Linked DNA regions of Ovis aries: region 2 is linked to region 1. A link is a contact called in public Hi-C data. All regions are on one chromosome and are shown on one strand. Each heading gives the region's core, a stretch centred on a gene start, on an enhancer-like site or on the middle of the called end of the contact. The rest is flanking DNA. Distances are from core to core; before and after follow the strand shown. Region 1 holds the start of PFDN5 (prefoldin subunit 5). Region 2 holds the start of TNS2 (tensin 2).

Region 1 (7,812 bases), core at 1,462-3,961:
ACAGTTGATCCTTGAACAATACCTGTTTGAACGGTGTGGGTCCACTTACATGTTTTCTCACCCCAGTACTAAATACTATAGTACGACATGATCTACAATTGGTTGAATCTGCAAACTTGAAACCGAGGCTCCAGAGGGGCAGACTATAAATTATATGCAGATTTTCTTCCACTTCACCAAGGTTTGGCACCCCTAACTCCCACGTTGTTCAAGGGTCAACTGTAGTTGGTTTGGAGTCGCCCAGGTTTTCTTTTTAAACTATCTGGGTGATTCTAATATGCAGCCAGGGCTACAACTGCTAGTAGTTGGCTAGTTAAGGCTGTATTTCTTTGCTATGTATTCATTTACATGCACCTGCTCCCTCATTCCATCCCCATTAAATAGGAACTCAAACACAAAAACACATGATTTCCTTTCTCTAAATTTCTCAAGCACCAAAGGTAGTGGGTATGTTAGACACAGAATCTAAGGGGTAATGCATCAAGATACCAAACAGAAAACCACAGTTTTAATCCAGCAAAGGGGATACTCCCTCCCATGGTTCACACTGCAATCCATGTTTGTTATTATGGAGGCAGAAAGGGTCTGAAGAGGTGTCCAAGGCCAAGCTTACCCTGTTTCATGGCGTGCTTCTCCTGCAGAGCTGGCTGGATTTTTTCCATTTGCTTGGTGAGGAAGTCTATCTTCCTCTTGAAGAAGTCCTTGGCATCCTCAGCTGTCTGCAAGGTCAGAGTGAATGAGAGGTGACCCATTCTGCACGCTAGCCCTCCCCCTCAGAGATGCATTCTTACGTTCCCTTCTACTCACCTTCTCTACATAGTAGCCAGTTCCCACATCAATAAGCACATGTTCCACATCATGTAGCTTCCCCGGGACATACATCTGAGAAGCAAGGATTAAGGGAAAACTAGCCCAGTATGAGTCATGATTCCCTGTCAGCTAGTTCAGCTTGACCTACCAACACCCTCCTTTTCTAAAAAAGGAGGCAGGAATTCCCTGGAGGTCCAGTCGCTAGGAGTCACTACTTTTACTGCTGGGGCTTGGGTTCAATCCCTGGCAGGGGAACTAAGATCCCACGAGTCATGGAGTCAAAAAAATAAAATAAAATAAAATAAAAGGAATAAGCTATAAGGCACATGTGAAGGCCTACAAACTCCACATGAGGAGAGACAGGGAAGCTGGTTCCTTATGGAGAAAAATCACATGTGCTGATCTTGTTCTGATCCCATCTGCCATCCTGCAAGCAGTTCTTACTATTCTTACCATTATTCCTTCCAGAAAGACTAGATATTAGAGCAATTAGAATGATAGATAGATCATTAGAATGACAAAAGAGGATAATTCTTTCCTGCTGCTGTTGAGTAATAGAGGGAAAAGCCAGCCTCACTTTCTCTTTAACACTCCAAGACATGAATTAGCTAATTCCTGATGGATTTAACGTTGATTATTTAAGTAATCCCTACTATGCCGATATTCCTGTGTTTCCTTTTCAGCCTGTCCATTCTCAGGTAGTTTATGGGTGCCCTACTGCCATAACTTACTCAAATGCAACATGCAACAGGTAAGACATAATCCAGGTTTCTTAGTAACAAGTTAGGAATAAGAGCCATAATTAAACTGAAATTGAGGATTAATAAACAGAACCAACCCCTTTGTTTCCAAATCCTCTATTCTTCTATTGCTTATGTTTTCTAAGTTACAGTAAAAATGTAAACCACCAGTTCTACCTCCCTACTAGGTTATATCCTCAGAGAGCAAAGGGAAATAATCACACCTCAATTCTAAACGCATACACCTGGGTGCTCACCAAGCATTAATTAGTTGCTGGCCTTAGGTTAGACAGCAGAGCTAAGCTTGTGTTAACAGCAGTCTCAGAACCATCTAGGCACTCTGGAATAATCAAAATCTCCCGCTCTTTTTTGAAGGTTGTTAGGTGTGAGGGAGAAAACGAGAGGGCAGGGAAAAGGCTCCTGCGGAAAGGATACAGAACTCGTCAGTGGGACAAGTAATTCTTTACCTGTGAAAGCAATGAAGACAAACATGTGGGGAAGGTTGGCAGCTCCAACTTTTAAAGGGAGTTTCGAAGCGGCACGGCGCCCGAAAACTATACGAAAAGGACGAAAATAGAGGCAACAGGAGCAGAAAAATGTCCTGGACATTTCAACTCTAGATAAGCAACATGCAAAGGGCTCCTGCAGCGGTATACAATACGTGATGGACTGCTCTCTCGTCTCAGGTAAGAAAACTGGATTAGGAGGCGGGAAGAGAGAAGCCGGCTCGCCACATCTCCCAGGTTCCCTTCGCACGCCTACCCCGTACCCTCGTTGTTTTTCTTCAGCACGTTCAGACAGTCCTTGGCTTCCACATACTTGGTCTGAACCACCTTGAGCTGGGCAATGGACGTGGACAAGAACTCCACCTCCTACAGAGAACAGGAATGAGGGTCAGGGTGGGGGCTCGCGGGAGAAGCGGGCACTGCCAGAGAAGGGGCGGGTCCTGGGACGGGGTGGGGGTTTCGCCTGGGAAGGGAATTCTCCCCAAGAGGGGAAGAGTGGGGGGCAAGGAAGTACGCGCTGGGGGGGAAGGGAAGTGAGGCGGGAAAGGGGTGCTTTTGGAGCCTATCCCCACCTGGTCCAGTTGGTTCTTCAGCATTTCTAGCTGCGGCAGATTCAGCTCGGTGATGTTAACCGACTGCGCCATGTTGGGAAGGAGGGCTTATGAAGCGGAAACCCTCCGGGAGAGCAACGCTCTAGCCGTCCTCTGCGTATCTCGATGGCTACGCCTGGAGGCCTCGCAGTGCTAGACGTCTCTATGGTCCTTCAACCCAGAAGAGAAGGAAGCTCGCGGCGGGGCGGAGGGTACGGAATCTTCGGCGTGACTTCCGATGGAATAGAAAGGGCTGCGGCGTTTTCTTTTCGCAAAATATCCCAAGCCTCGCATAATCAAGTTCTAACGAACAGGATTCTTATGCTCAAGAAACTTAATCTTACTCAGGCCTTGGGACTTCCCTGGTGGTCCAGTGGTTACGAATCCGCCTGCCAATGCAAGGGAAAGGGGTTCCATCCCTGGTGCGGGAAGATCCTACATGCCAAGGATCAACAAAGCCCCTTGTGCAGCAACTGCTGAGCACAGCTCCTGCAAGGGGCAGCTACTGAAGCCTGGGCGCCTAGAGCCTGTGCTCGGCAACAAGAGAAGCCACCGAAGTAAGTCCACACACCCACTATGAAGTGTAGCCCCTACTCCCTGCCACTAGAGGAAACCCGCCCAACACCATAACCACAGCGGTGGTATAAACCTGGTGACAACAGGCAAGGAAGAAGCTTGGGAAGTTCTAGGAGCAACGGACAGGAGGGACAGTAGCATTATGAAAGGGATGCTTCGCGCAGATGAAGCCAGAGTCTGGCGGTTGAGAGAACAGGAAGGAGGCACGTTATCACCCACAGTACAGCAGTAGCTTTATTAATCAACACAGTGTTTTACCATGTGCTAGAAGTGAAGGATCCATGAGTGTAAGATACATAGTTCTGAGCTTAACAATCTAGTTGGGGAGAGGAAAATCATACATAAGTCGCAAAACTTCCCAATGTGTATGTGTGTGTGAGTTGTTCAGTCGCGTCCAACTCTTTGCGATCCCGTGGACTGTAGCCAGCTAGGCTCCTCCAGGCAAGAATACTGGGGTGGGTTGCCATTTCCTTCTCTGGGGGAATCTTCCAGACCCAGGGATTGAATCCAGGTCTCCTGCATTGCAGGCAGATTCTTTACCATCTGAGCTACAAAAACTCTCCAGAACCTGCTGCTAAAGTGCATGGCACTGACAAGCGTATTAGCTGAATGTGGGGGAAGGACAGTATCCACTTAGGAGGGGGCAGGGCAACTGAGGCAGTAAAGCTAATGTCATTCTGAGGATACCAGAGGCAGGAAGTCAAGATAGATATGAGTGTACCTGGCCAAGACATTCTCAATGGATCTATCTCTACCTTTCCTCAGGGCTTTGTCCCCACTTAGATCATTTTGATGCCCTGCTCTCCTTTAGCTTTGTCTGCTGAGGCCAAGCCAGGTCCTGTGGTTCGCCTTTCTTCCCAATGCTCTCAGACTTGGACTGTTGCAAGTTATTCTTATCTATAGAACCATATAGTGGGAAGTGGGCATCTTATCTTCAAATGTTCTCAGAGAAACTACACAAAACAGGATTTTAAGTAACGTATCTTTATTATATTAAAATTAAATCAAAACGAAATCTTTCATGTAAAACACTGGGGAAAATCACTTAAAATATTTATCTTCAGGGCCAAACCTAAGTTTGGAGGTAGAATAGTCATATAGCTTCTATCGGCAACAGGAGAGCTCCAAGGAGTCACTGCAGGGAGACAGGCAAGCCATAGGCTACAGGTGCAGCCCCAATAAGGTACTTGAGTCGCGGAGCCTGGCGGGCCTGGCTGACATAGTACAGAAGGGGGGCTCCTGAACCTGCTCTAAGCCATCCCTGCAACAGAGCCTCTGTGTAGCGGTCAATGTCACGGTCAGTCACGTCCCAGAGGTTACCTAGAAACAGGGGGCTGGGAAAAGAGAGGGAAGAAATACAAAGTAAGGGCTCAAAAACGGAACCTAGGGCAGGCATGATTTGTGGTGGTGAATGAGTTGAGAGGGATTAAACCAATGAGAAAGCCCCTTGGCCCATAGTTCCAGGAGGAGGATAGATGATGACAAAGGGGTAAAAGCCCAAGTATGCCAGGGAACTAGGATGGGAGGAAAATGGGGCACAAAAGAGCAAGGATTTAGAGTTCAGACCTGGGAAAGCACTTGGGGTCAGGACCTTGAATAGATTGCCCCTCGAGACTCACCAGCCAGCCATGATATACTTGAGCACAATGCCAGCCCCCTCCAGGTTTCCATGCACAGCCAGGGCTGCGCTGCTGCAGCCGAACAGCAGGGTCACTGCCCGGCAGCTCAGCCGCAGGACAGCCTGCCCATCCAGGAAGCGGGCACCGGCGCCATGCCCTGCATAGCTGAGGCAGAAGGAGGTGAGATGAAACTGACCTCACAGGGCCAGGCCTCCAGAGTTGTCCAGAGTCAGTCAGGGGCTCCAAAGCCCCAGAGCAGACCGTGATGATACCCACCCTCTGGGACTGTCCCTTTCCCCACCTCCCTGCCCTGAGCACTCACATGTACAAGTCACGCTCCGTCAGGGCCGTTTGCACCTGTTCCGGGCTTGGCACCTCCCCAACCACCCCTTTCCAGCCAGCTTCACTGCAGGGAAAAGGCAGTGAAAAGGGACTTAGCTGGAGGTGCAGTGGTTAAGACTGCACTCCCAGTGCAGGGGGCGGGGGATCAATCCCTTGTCGGGGAGCTAAGATCCCACACGCTGTGTGGTGCAGATGGGTCATGTGGCAAAAAGGGCAGAAGGAACACTGGGAAGGAGGTGGGCTGCAACATTTGATTCCAGAGAAAAGGACATTTACTCCTGTGTTGCGTCTACCGTTCCCCACCACCCTTCTTACTCTTCTCCCCCTGACCTGCTAAAATGGGCTCGGAATTGCTCCTCTGTGCTTGACAGGTTATTGTGAGGGTTCAGGACGTAGAAGGTACTTCGAGGATCCACTCCTTGGCTCAGCACTGATGAGGCCCCGGACTGATGGAGATCCCAGTGATCAGCATCCCAGTTTGGTCAGAGCACCCAAGCTTCAAACAACCCAAGTCCCTTTCCATTCTTAAGACCACCTTCCTCTCTTGCGATGTCTCTCTGCCTTTTCTTGTCCAATTACCCATCACTCCCACCTTCCATTCCCGGAACCCCACACCTCTTTGATGACGGAGTAGCTGAGTAGGAATCGGAAGGAGGGCAGCCGAGTGACAGGCAGGGCCCGGAGGCTGGGCATGCTCTCCCACGGCAGCTTCTGTAGGTCCTGGGCAAAAAGCACTCAGACATTACTGTCCTGAGGCAGGGGTATGCAGGAGGCAGGAGGAGCATGGTTGAGAGGAAGTGCCCACTGCCCACAGATGCTACCCATGTGGCCCCTGGCTCTTTACCTTGTCCAGCACTAACACGAGATGCCTACTGCTTGTTGCCATCTGACCTTGGAGACGCCCTACTGCCTCACCCAGGAGCTCTTGGGCTCGGGCTGGCCGGGCTGGGCACAGCCCATAAGCCAGGGCCTGCACGTCCTGCGGGGTGAGGGTACTGGCACCGCTGAGCATGATCTGCAGGGGACCAGTGGTCAGTGAGTACAAGAGCTCCCCTTTCCACCCGCAGTGGCAGGTGGGAAAGAGGCAAGGCGTACTTCATCCTCTTCCCTGATTTCTCAACTCACTCTCAGCAGAGTGGGGTCGGGATATTTCCAGCCACATTGCTGTAGTGACTCTTGTAGACGGGAGGCCTCCTGGACAAGGCCAGGGTCCTCACTGGATGGCAGCAACAGCCCCCGCCAGCAGCCCAGCACGTACTTCTCTAGGGAAGTGGTGAGAACCTGGATGCACAACAGAACCGTCAGTGAGGGAAGAAGCCAAGTTTCTCTCCCCACCCTCTTGGAGACAAGGAAATGCATCTTCCAATGAGTGGGTGTGTCTTATTTATCTTACAACCAACATAAAAGGCAAGAGAGAAACATTTTTCATTTGCTCAGACTCTAAGAGAGTATTGATAAGGTAAGATTTGTAATAAATCACTACATTTGGATAAATACAAACAGGTGGGCAAAAGCTAAGTCAGGAAATGAAATGAAAATTATGGCTGGGAGTCTGATGTGCTGCTGTGCTTAGTTGCTCAGAGGTGTCCAACTCCTTGAGACCTCCTGGACTGCAGCCCGCCAGGCTCCTCTGTCCATGGGGATTCTCTAGGCAAGAATACTGGAGTGGGTTGCCATGCACTCCCCTGGGGAATCTTCCCAAACCAGGGATTGAATCCAGGTCTCCTGCATTGCAGGCGGATTCTTTACCGTCTTAGCGACCACCAGGGAAGCCCAAGAATACTGGAGTGGGTAGCCTATTCCTTCTCCAGGGGGTCTTCCTGACCTAGGACTCGAACTGGGGTCTCCTGCATTGCAGGCAGATTCTTTACCAGTTGAGCTACCTGGGAAGCCCTGGGAGGCTGATATTTGGCCTTAAATTCTTATTTTGTACTCATCTTTAAACATTTCATTGCCAAAACCCCTTCAAGTCTTCGGCTCTTGTTTATTTGGTTTTGTTTTATTGGTTTTTTTTGTTTGTTTGTTTTTGCTGCACCACATATATGTGGAATCTTAGTTCCCAGACCAGGGATTGAACTGGTACCCCTAGCAGGGGAAGTATGGAACTTTAACTGCTGGACCGCCAGGGAAGTCCCCTTGTGCTCGTGGTTCCCAAGTAATAATTTTTATTTAGGCCTACACTTCCAGAAACAACAGTTAGAACTGGACAAGGAACAATGAACTGGTTCAAAATTGGGAAAGGAGTACGACAAGGCTGTATACTGTCACTCTGCTTATTTAACTTATATGCAGAGTACATCATGTGAAATGCCAGGCTGGATGAATCACAAGCAGGGATTAAGACTGATGGGAGAAATATGAACAACGTGAGAAATGCAGATGATACCACTCTAATGGCAGAAATGGAAGAGGAACTAAAGAATCTCTTGATGAGGGTGAAAGAAGAAAGTAAAAAAGCTGGCCTCAAACTCAACATGAAAAAAATTAAGATTATGGCAAACAGAAGGGGAAAAAGTGGAACCAGTGACAGATTCTCTTCTTGGGCTCCAAAATCACTGTAGACGGTGACTGCAGCTATGAAATTAAAAGAGGCTTGCTCCTTGGAAGGAAAGCTATGACAAATCTAGAC
Region 2 (7,812 bases), core at 1,848-4,347, 190 kb after region 1:
TGGCCTGGGCTAGGGCAGGGAAGGTGACAGGGGAGCTGATGAGGATTTGCTATCACCCAGGCTTCTGTTGCTCATATCACAGCCCTGGCCGCTCCAAAGAGACAGAGTAACGAGGGGACACAGGACTAGGGAAGAAGGCTGAAACTGGGACGAAGCTCTGGCCGGAGTTCTGGCCCCCTCCCCCACTGCCCACTCCTCCACCCAGACCCCTCTGCCCAGTCAAGGGCACTCCTACCCTGCTGGTGGCCCGGCTGCTGTCCCTCCTCCCCAGGGCTCTGAGCAGCCTCTCCACAGGGCCGCTGGACTTCATGGTTCTCTGGCTGCCTGGGGTGCTGGCCTTGGGGCCCGAACAATGCTGGGGCCTGGCCCGGGGCTTCCTGGAAGCGGCCTGGCGGAGGCAGCCGCTTCCCTTGGGTGGAGAGTAGGCTGTCTGGCTGGTGTGAGGAGAAGCCCAGCCCTGGAAGTGGAAGGGAGTGCAGGCGGGAAGGGGGCAGGTCGCTGCTCCAGGAAGTGGGGGGTGGGGAGGATGTGGGGGAGGCCAGGAGATCAGATTCCCAGGATCTACCCTGCTGGGAGTGTCAGCCCAGGATCTTTTGCCCCCAACCCATCCTGCTCTAGAGCTGCCCCCTGGCCTGGGATCTACCCTATCCGGGGATCTGTGGGATCCTGAGGTCCAGCCCCCAGTGGGGCGGGGCAGGGGCGGGGTGGGAATTTAGGTCTCAGGGCCCTGGCTCAAGGGCCAGAGGGGAACGCTGCGTCCCTGCCAGGCCAGCCTCCCTGCCTGAACTCTCAGGCTCTCTAGGGACCTTCTAGTGGGAGGGAGGGGGAGCTGGGAATCGTTGTCCCAGCCAGTTCAGGACCTGGACTGCATCCTGAGGGTCAGCGTTCTGCCTCAGTTTCACTAGTTGGAAGCAACAGGAAGAGGAAAACATGCACTGGCCCCTTGCCCCCACCATCTACATCGAAAGCCAAATTCCAGCTGAGACTGCTCTGCCCACAGGAGTCAGTTATTCTGCCCTAGCCCAAGGCATTTGAGGCCCTTCTGAAAGCTCCCCAGCTGCCCTGCTCCGGACACAGTCCTTCACTCACCTCCTCCCTGGGTCCCTAGCTCCTCTTTGGAGCCTTGCCACTTGGGCCCTCCTCCTCCCTGTCCAGCCCTCCCCCCACCCCAAGCGTTAGTACTACCTTCATGGCTCCCCCAGCTCTGCTCTTCTTCCTCAGCAGCTGTCCCAGGGCTGGAGGACTGGACAGGAGGCCCCCCTCCCAACACATACTCCACCCCCCTCCGCGGGCCTCCTGCCTCCCTCCTGGGAACACAGCCAGCTTCCTGTCCCAGGAGTTAAGGGAAGGAGGTGGACTGGGGCATTGGAAGGGGGGGGGGACAGTAATCTTCCAAAAAATGTTAGGGGTTAACAGCCTGGGGGTTCTCAGCCCTAAGTCTTGGATCACAGCCCCCCAGAGCAGTCCAGTGGAACAGTCCAGCTGCTTGAAAGAATGCGCAAATGTGTGTGTCCTGTCCACCCCCCCAACATTTGCACGGTAGTTACTGAATGTCCCAGGGCTCTGGCAACTCCCCTAGCTCTGGCTTCTCCCACCAGGCCCTCAGCCTCCCCTCTCCCTCCCCCGTGCCCATCAAGGTTGGTCTAACCCTGCCTCCTCTGTGATGAGCCCACTCAGGACACTTCCTTGGGCTGGGCCTAGCCTGAGATGTCTCCCTTGAAGCTCTAATTCCCCTTCCAGGTCAGGAAGTCTGTCCCCAGGGTACCTTGGCCAGAGGGAAGCCTAACCAGTAACTGGAGAGGGGCACTGGCTCTGCAACCCACTCCCACCTCCAGCTCTGGCTGGTTCCCAGGACATTCCGGGCCCCTGGCCAGTGTGGGCAATCGGGCCGGCCTGGTCCAGGCCCCAGCTCTGCTGGGAGCAGGTGAAGGTATGGCGGTGGTGCCGGTGTGGGTGGTCTTTCTCCCCTCCTACTGCAGTTACCCCGACCAGGACTCCTCCAGCAGGCTTGTCTCTACTTCTGCTGCCTCCACAGGGGCTGAAAAGTCCCCTAGCTTGGCAACAGGTCCCCAACCTCCTCGGACCCTCGTTCTTGACCTCGTGGGTGGCTCACTAGCTCCTGTGTTGGGTGGCCAGGGAAGATGGCTTTGAGTCCCTCCCCACCCTGTGCAGCGCCTCTCAAGTGAGATAGAAGTGGGAGAGCGCTGAGCCCGCTGCTAGTGCTGACAGGAAAAGCAGCTCCCTGGGGCAAGCTTGGGAAGGCCAGGCCTGAGCTCTGGGACCCTGACCCTCTTCCAGCCCGCAACTTTCCCGAGCCTGTGTCAGTCTCTCCCCCAGCCTGGGCCCCTCTCACTCCAAAGCCCTGGGTTTGTTTGGAGAAACCCCTCCACCCGCGCTCCCCCTTCCTGGAAATAGCTGTGGTTGGATGAGCAGCTGGGAGCCCAGCCGCGGAGGAGGGGTGAGGCCCAGGGAAGGAGACAGGGAGGAAAGGAGAGTGCCCAGGGTGATCTGGAAAACTGACGATGGAGGCCGCATTTGCCTCGGTTTCCCCAGATGTGAGGTGGAAAAGGAAAACCCTGATACACACTCTCCCCGGCCAGTTCCCGCCCAAGTCCCGGGCCTGCGGGGGCGGTGCGCGTGCGTGGCGGGACCGAGCGGCGGCGAGTGCTGTCCCGACGCGCGAAGGCAAGACGGCCGGCCGGGGAGTGGCCGTGGGCTGGCCCCGCCCCCTGGTCACCTTTCGGGCCTCTGTCGGCCGCGGCCCTCGGGCCCCGGGCTCCAGACCCCCGACCTGGCGCGCCCGCTCCGCTCCCCACGCCCATTCGCCCCGCGCAGCGGCCCCGCGCCCCCTGGCGACCACCAACGGCACTGCCCGCCGCGCCGTGACGTACAGGCCGCCGCCCTCCCGCCCGGCGCCTCGCGGCCACTCACCTGCGGGGGGCGCCCGGCGGGGCGGGGGCGCGGCGGGGCGGGGCAGCAACAGGGGGAGCCCCCGGGCCAGCCCATCCCGCCCCGGGCCCGCGCCGAGCGGACGCTGAGGCGGAGGAGGCGGGACGGGCGCGCCGCGCTCGCCCCCGCCGCTCCCCGCGCCGCCCTCTGCTCCCTCCCGCGCGCTCTCCTCCCTCCCTCTTTCCCTCCTTCCCGGGCTCCAATCCCCACGTGCCGCCCGCTCCCCGCCCCTCCTCCTCCGTCTCTCTTCTCCCCACCTTCTCCGGCGAGTCCACGCGCCTAGGAGCTGGGAAGGAGGCATGCGGGGACTGGCAGAGACCCTCGGAGACAAATTCGGGGAGAGAGGTGGACACGGAGAACAGAGGGACAGGAAACAGAGCCCCGCAGAGACTGACCCAAAGAGAGACGGGAAAAGAAGCTTACGAGCCAGCAGAAGAAAAGGTGGACAGAAGGCACCAGAAGCAAGGGCGCAGAGGACTGCCTCAGCCTCTTTCAATCTGGCCCCTTCTCAGGAGTGTATTTGAGAGTGGGCTTGACCCCCAAATTAGGGGCCACCCGCGGCCTGGCCTAGTGAAGCTAGCACCACCGTCCCATCGGGGCTTCAGACGAAGGCACCGGGTGTCACTTGTGTCCCAAGTCACTGGGGAGGCTTCCCTGGTCCTCTGCCCCACGGGAGAACTCTCTCAGATGCCACTTATGCTCCCCTAAAGGACTCAGAGCTGAGGACCTCCAGGTCAAGTTCAACTCCTCATCCCTAACCCTAAGCCCCTCCAGTGAGCCCAAACACCCCCGTGCTTTGAACCTGGCCTGTCCTGTTCCCTAGGAGAATTCTGTTTAAAAAGTCTTCACTTTTAACTCAAGTTTCTGGCTTCCCAGTGGACATGGAAATTCATTCTAATCTCATTCACTATTTTTGCAGTGTCTGGATCTGGTACTAGATCGGCACTTCTTGGAACTGAGGCTCTGGGGTTGGTTTGAGTCTTGCTGCCCTGGAGGGGAAGGTAGGAGGAAGGAAGGGATGTCTTTCTAGAAGCGCAATCTATTCCCATTCCCAGATTCCCCACTGTTCTTTAGCAGTGAGTGGTTCCTGAAAGTTTCTCCCTCTTTCCCCCTCCCCTTTGGATTTTCCATGATGAAAACTGGCGGGGTCGGGGAAGGGGGTCAGGCGGATTCTGAGGAGCCAGTGCCCTGGCCTCAATGCCCAACGCCAAGCACTAAGGCCCTCTGTTCCTCACTGGCTCGTCTCTCATCTGGGTCTTTTCTGTGCTCATCTAGCCTTTGGCAAAGGCTGAGAAGTCTGGTTCTGATTACGAGAGAGTGGAGCACCTGATTCTAATCTGGCAGCAGGGAAGAGGTTGGGAAGTGGTGGATGGTGACAGTGCAGGGCCCCCAGAGACTGGCATTTGGGAGGGGTAGGTGTGGCTGGGACTCTTGAACTTACTGCTCTTGACTGAGTTGGTGTCCAATAGCCAGTCTCAGATTAGAGCGGCAGGAGTCACTGGGCTTTGGAGAAAGGGGTGAAGGATTGGAATGGAGCAGGGGAGGGAAGAGATCAGGAGGCACTAGGAGAAGGGGAGGGGCTAGAATTCGGAGGACAGGAATCCGAACCTACTGGGGAGGGGTAGGGCTGAAGATCATTTAGTGTATTTTGGCCAGATCTGATTATGTAATCGAGATACTGAGATATGAAAATTCACTCACTTCTTTCGAACCTCAGGCTAGCTCTTACAAAATCTTTCCTCTTCCAGAATTTGTTAGGGTCTTTGGCTGGGCCCTGGGATGCACACCAAAGAGGGTAGGTTGTAGAGGTACCAAAGGAGAGACTGGGACTCAGAGAAAACATCCTTCATTGGATCCCAGAACGGTGGGCAGGGCTAGAGCCTCACACTCATGCTGGTATTGCTACCCCTAAGAAACTTTTTTGGCAGGTGTGGTGGGGGTGGGGGGGCATGCTGCCTGGCTAGCAGGATCTTAGTTTCCCAACCACAGATCAAACCTGGCCCCTGGCAGTGAAAGTGCTAGGTCCTAACCACTGGACAACTAGGGAATTCCCACTAAAAGGAAATTTTGAGGTGCCAAAGAATTGAGGGAGGGTCATAAGATGGGTAGCTGAACTTACAGCTCAGGGGAAGGGGGCTGCAGGAGGGACGCTGAGGAAGGTGGAGAGTGAAAAAATAAAGGTGGCAGCTTGGAGAGGGTGAAATTATAATGGATGGCATGGGGGGCCAGCCAGGCATCCTGACTACCGTACCAGCTGAGAGCAGAGGAACTTTAGAAAGAAAGGGGAAAGGGAGGAGAAAAAAACCAGGATGGTTTCAGTGAAGGTGAATCAAGTTGAAGAACACCTTCTGACCCTTCTTGTAGGTTTTCCTTACCTTAACTATGCAGAGGGCAGCCCATCTTGACACGGAAGGCTGAACCCCCTCTTCCGTGGTCTGGGGTGATCCCATGCTTGTGATGCAGTGTGCTCAGATCCTTGGGGTGTGGGATTACAGGAGGAGGGCATCGAAAGAGTAGGCTGTTCTGGCACAAAGAGGTCAGGGGGACTTGAGGGAAGGGTTTGGGCTCTGGGAACCAGGAAGGGCGGGGGAGGGGCAGAGCTATCTCCAAAGGCGGATCTCCTGGCTGAGGACAGAGGGTATATTGTCCAACTGGGAGGTTGCTGCTGCTGGGCGGGGAGCAGTGCAGCTTGCCTCTTCCAAATTTTTCTTTTTGGTGAGACTGGGGGTGAGAGAAGGCAAAGCCTGTCATCCACACTTGTGGCCCTGGGGGTTATGACGGTTACTGAGGTTTTATTTGAGCAACAGCTTTCCAGAAGATGTGTAGGTCTCCCACTTCCTGAGAAACCAAATGCTGGGCACTTACTGGGACCCTGCCTTGGGATCCGGAGCCTAATGCTTAATCCCTGGAATACACGTGGGACCTGGCCAGACTCAAGTTGATGCCAAACCTGCAGCCTCCAGTTGCTCAAGACAACAGGTTGACAGGGCTGACCCATCTTGAAACCCAGTTCAACGGTTGGACTTCTGAGAGTCCATACATTCTGACTGAGGATGGGGGGCAGACCAGTGAACTTAACCCTGTTGGGACATAGAACGGGGACTTCCTTTCTCCCTGCCTTTTCTGTGCACAACCAATGTGAACCTCTTTCCAGTCAGCCCTTTTCCCATCTTCATCCTTCTTTCTATCAGTTTATTCAGACCTCAGTATTACAGTGAAGAGGGTGGCTTGAAATGAAGGCTTTGGAAGATGTGAGGCAGGCTATACAGGCAGCCTGGGCGGGAGCTTTTCCTCCCTGCCCACAGGGATCACAGCACAGCACACACCCCTTAACCAACTTGGAAGTCATTATCCCTCAACTTGGAAGTCAACCCACCGGCGCTAAACTACATGAGCTGCTGCTCGAACTGGCCCAGGAAAGCCACCTGTTTAACTGCGCTCCCATCTCCATCTCCCACCCCACACTTCCTCTTGGCTCCAAGTCCCCAAAATTGTCCACTGTGGTTTCTGTGCCTTTTATGCTCCACCCCCTTGTGACCTTAAGGATTCTCTGCCACTGTTCTAACCTCTTTCCTGCCTTGAAACAATGAACAGTCTGTCTCTAGCTGTTTGGAAAATTCCCACTGTTGGTGCTTTAAAAGTGGCCTCAGTTGTAACCTGGACCACCCTGTCAACTCCCCTCTGCCTGCACAGTGCAGCTAGGAGAGCAGACACAGCACCCATCCAGACTGGAGTGCAGGTTTGCAGAGACAACACCTCAAGGACCTGCAGATGTAGCCCTAGAGTTCCTGCTTCATCTTACGATTAAAATAAACAGTACAGGAAATGGGATGCAGATACTCAGGTAAAGTTAACACCAGGCACAAATGATGGAGGGGGAGTTGATACTATCATTTCCAGTTCTGAGGCCTTAGTCAACAGATTCTGCTTGTAGTCCCACACTTCAGCTGCATAAAGTGGTATCGAGTACTGAGAGAACTTCAGCAAGGTGTGTGTGTGTGGAGAGCACACTGTCAGTGGACAGAATGTGGTATGCGTATCAAGAAACTTAAGCATTAAAGTGAACTTTAAAGATCAGATTTATTTGGAGAAAACAAAAAACCCCCAAAACCCAAAGGATGGGATTTTACATTTCAAGACATCTCCCAGGTATTAAGTCTACAGATTACAAATCATTTTCATAGAAGATATTTTTGTACAAATTTTACATGTAATGAGGAGCGGGTCATAAATCCCTGTTTGTTCTAACAGGGTGACAGAGTAGAGGAACGGGGGGAAAAAAACCAGCTTTTTTGTATACATCTATTTGGAAGGAGTAGACATTTAGAGGGCAAACCCTACCTTTTCAACATCTATAGCAAATGGTTTAAAAAAATACCCTTTCAACCTTGGGTATCTCTAAAAGCCACTTCCTAGCTACTAGCCACTCCAAGCCAATTATTTAAAGTTACCTCACTTGGTATGTCCTTTATGTCCACTGGGTAAATGATTCATTAGGCTCACTGCTGCAGCACTCATAAACCAACACCCTGCAAGGGTGGACAGGGTCTAACCTAGGACTGATGGGAAAAAAGTTTGCAAGTAAGAGACCAAGGTGTCTTTTCTCTGTAGGTACCAGTACTGCCCATAAGGACACCATCTATTGAGCTGACAGTACCAAGGTGCACATAAAAGTGGGCAAGTAAAGCTATTGTGTTGCAAGAGAAGCAAAAACCTTGTTAAATTGTTCTCCATTATCATTCATTCTCGCAAGGAATGCTAAAAAATAAAAAGAACCACCCCCCGCCCAACACTGGTCTAGGCCACATTATAAACCCAAACATTTGTGTGGGATTTCAGTGCAGAGATGGAAACTTTTTGAAA

What was found. A called contact is a pair of places that touch in the nucleus more often than the background predicts.
Region 2: a contact with region 1 is called in a Hi-C map of skin fibroblasts, with 2.8 times the contacts expected there. The contact joins the promoter of TNS2 here to the promoter of PFDN5 in region 1. A contact is called at or near these places in 3 of 16 Hi-C or Micro-C datasets (retroperitoneal adipose tissue, skin fibroblasts and tail adipose tissue).

What each region holds. Positions count from the first base shown.
Region 1 is chr3:133,204,199-133,212,010 of ARS-UI_Ramb_v3.0, forward strand. It overlaps PFDN5 (prefoldin subunit 5), which reads right to left and starts at 2,712. Exons shown (of 6, transcript XM_004006305.5): 1 at 2,629-2,712; 2 at 2,320-2,422; 3 at 1,986-2,017; 4 at 808-882; 5 at 614-719. The coding sequence starts at 2,700. ESPL1 (extra spindle pole bodies like 1, separase) reads right to left here. Exons shown (of 31, transcript XM_042246668.2): 25 at 6,309-6,464; 26 at 6,028-6,198; 27 at 5,799-5,903; 28 at 5,514-5,629; 29 at 5,164-5,247; 30 at 4,842-5,006; 31 at 4,191-4,556. The coding sequence ends at 4,355.
Region 2 is chr3:133,391,478-133,399,289 of ARS-UI_Ramb_v3.0, forward strand. It overlaps TNS2 (tensin 2), which reads right to left and starts at 3,098. Exons shown (of 29, transcript XM_060412549.1): 1 at 2,932-3,098. The coding sequence starts at 3,006. It overlaps EIF4B (eukaryotic translation initiation factor 4B), which reads right to left. Exons shown (of 14, transcript XM_060412552.1): 14 at 7,011-7,812.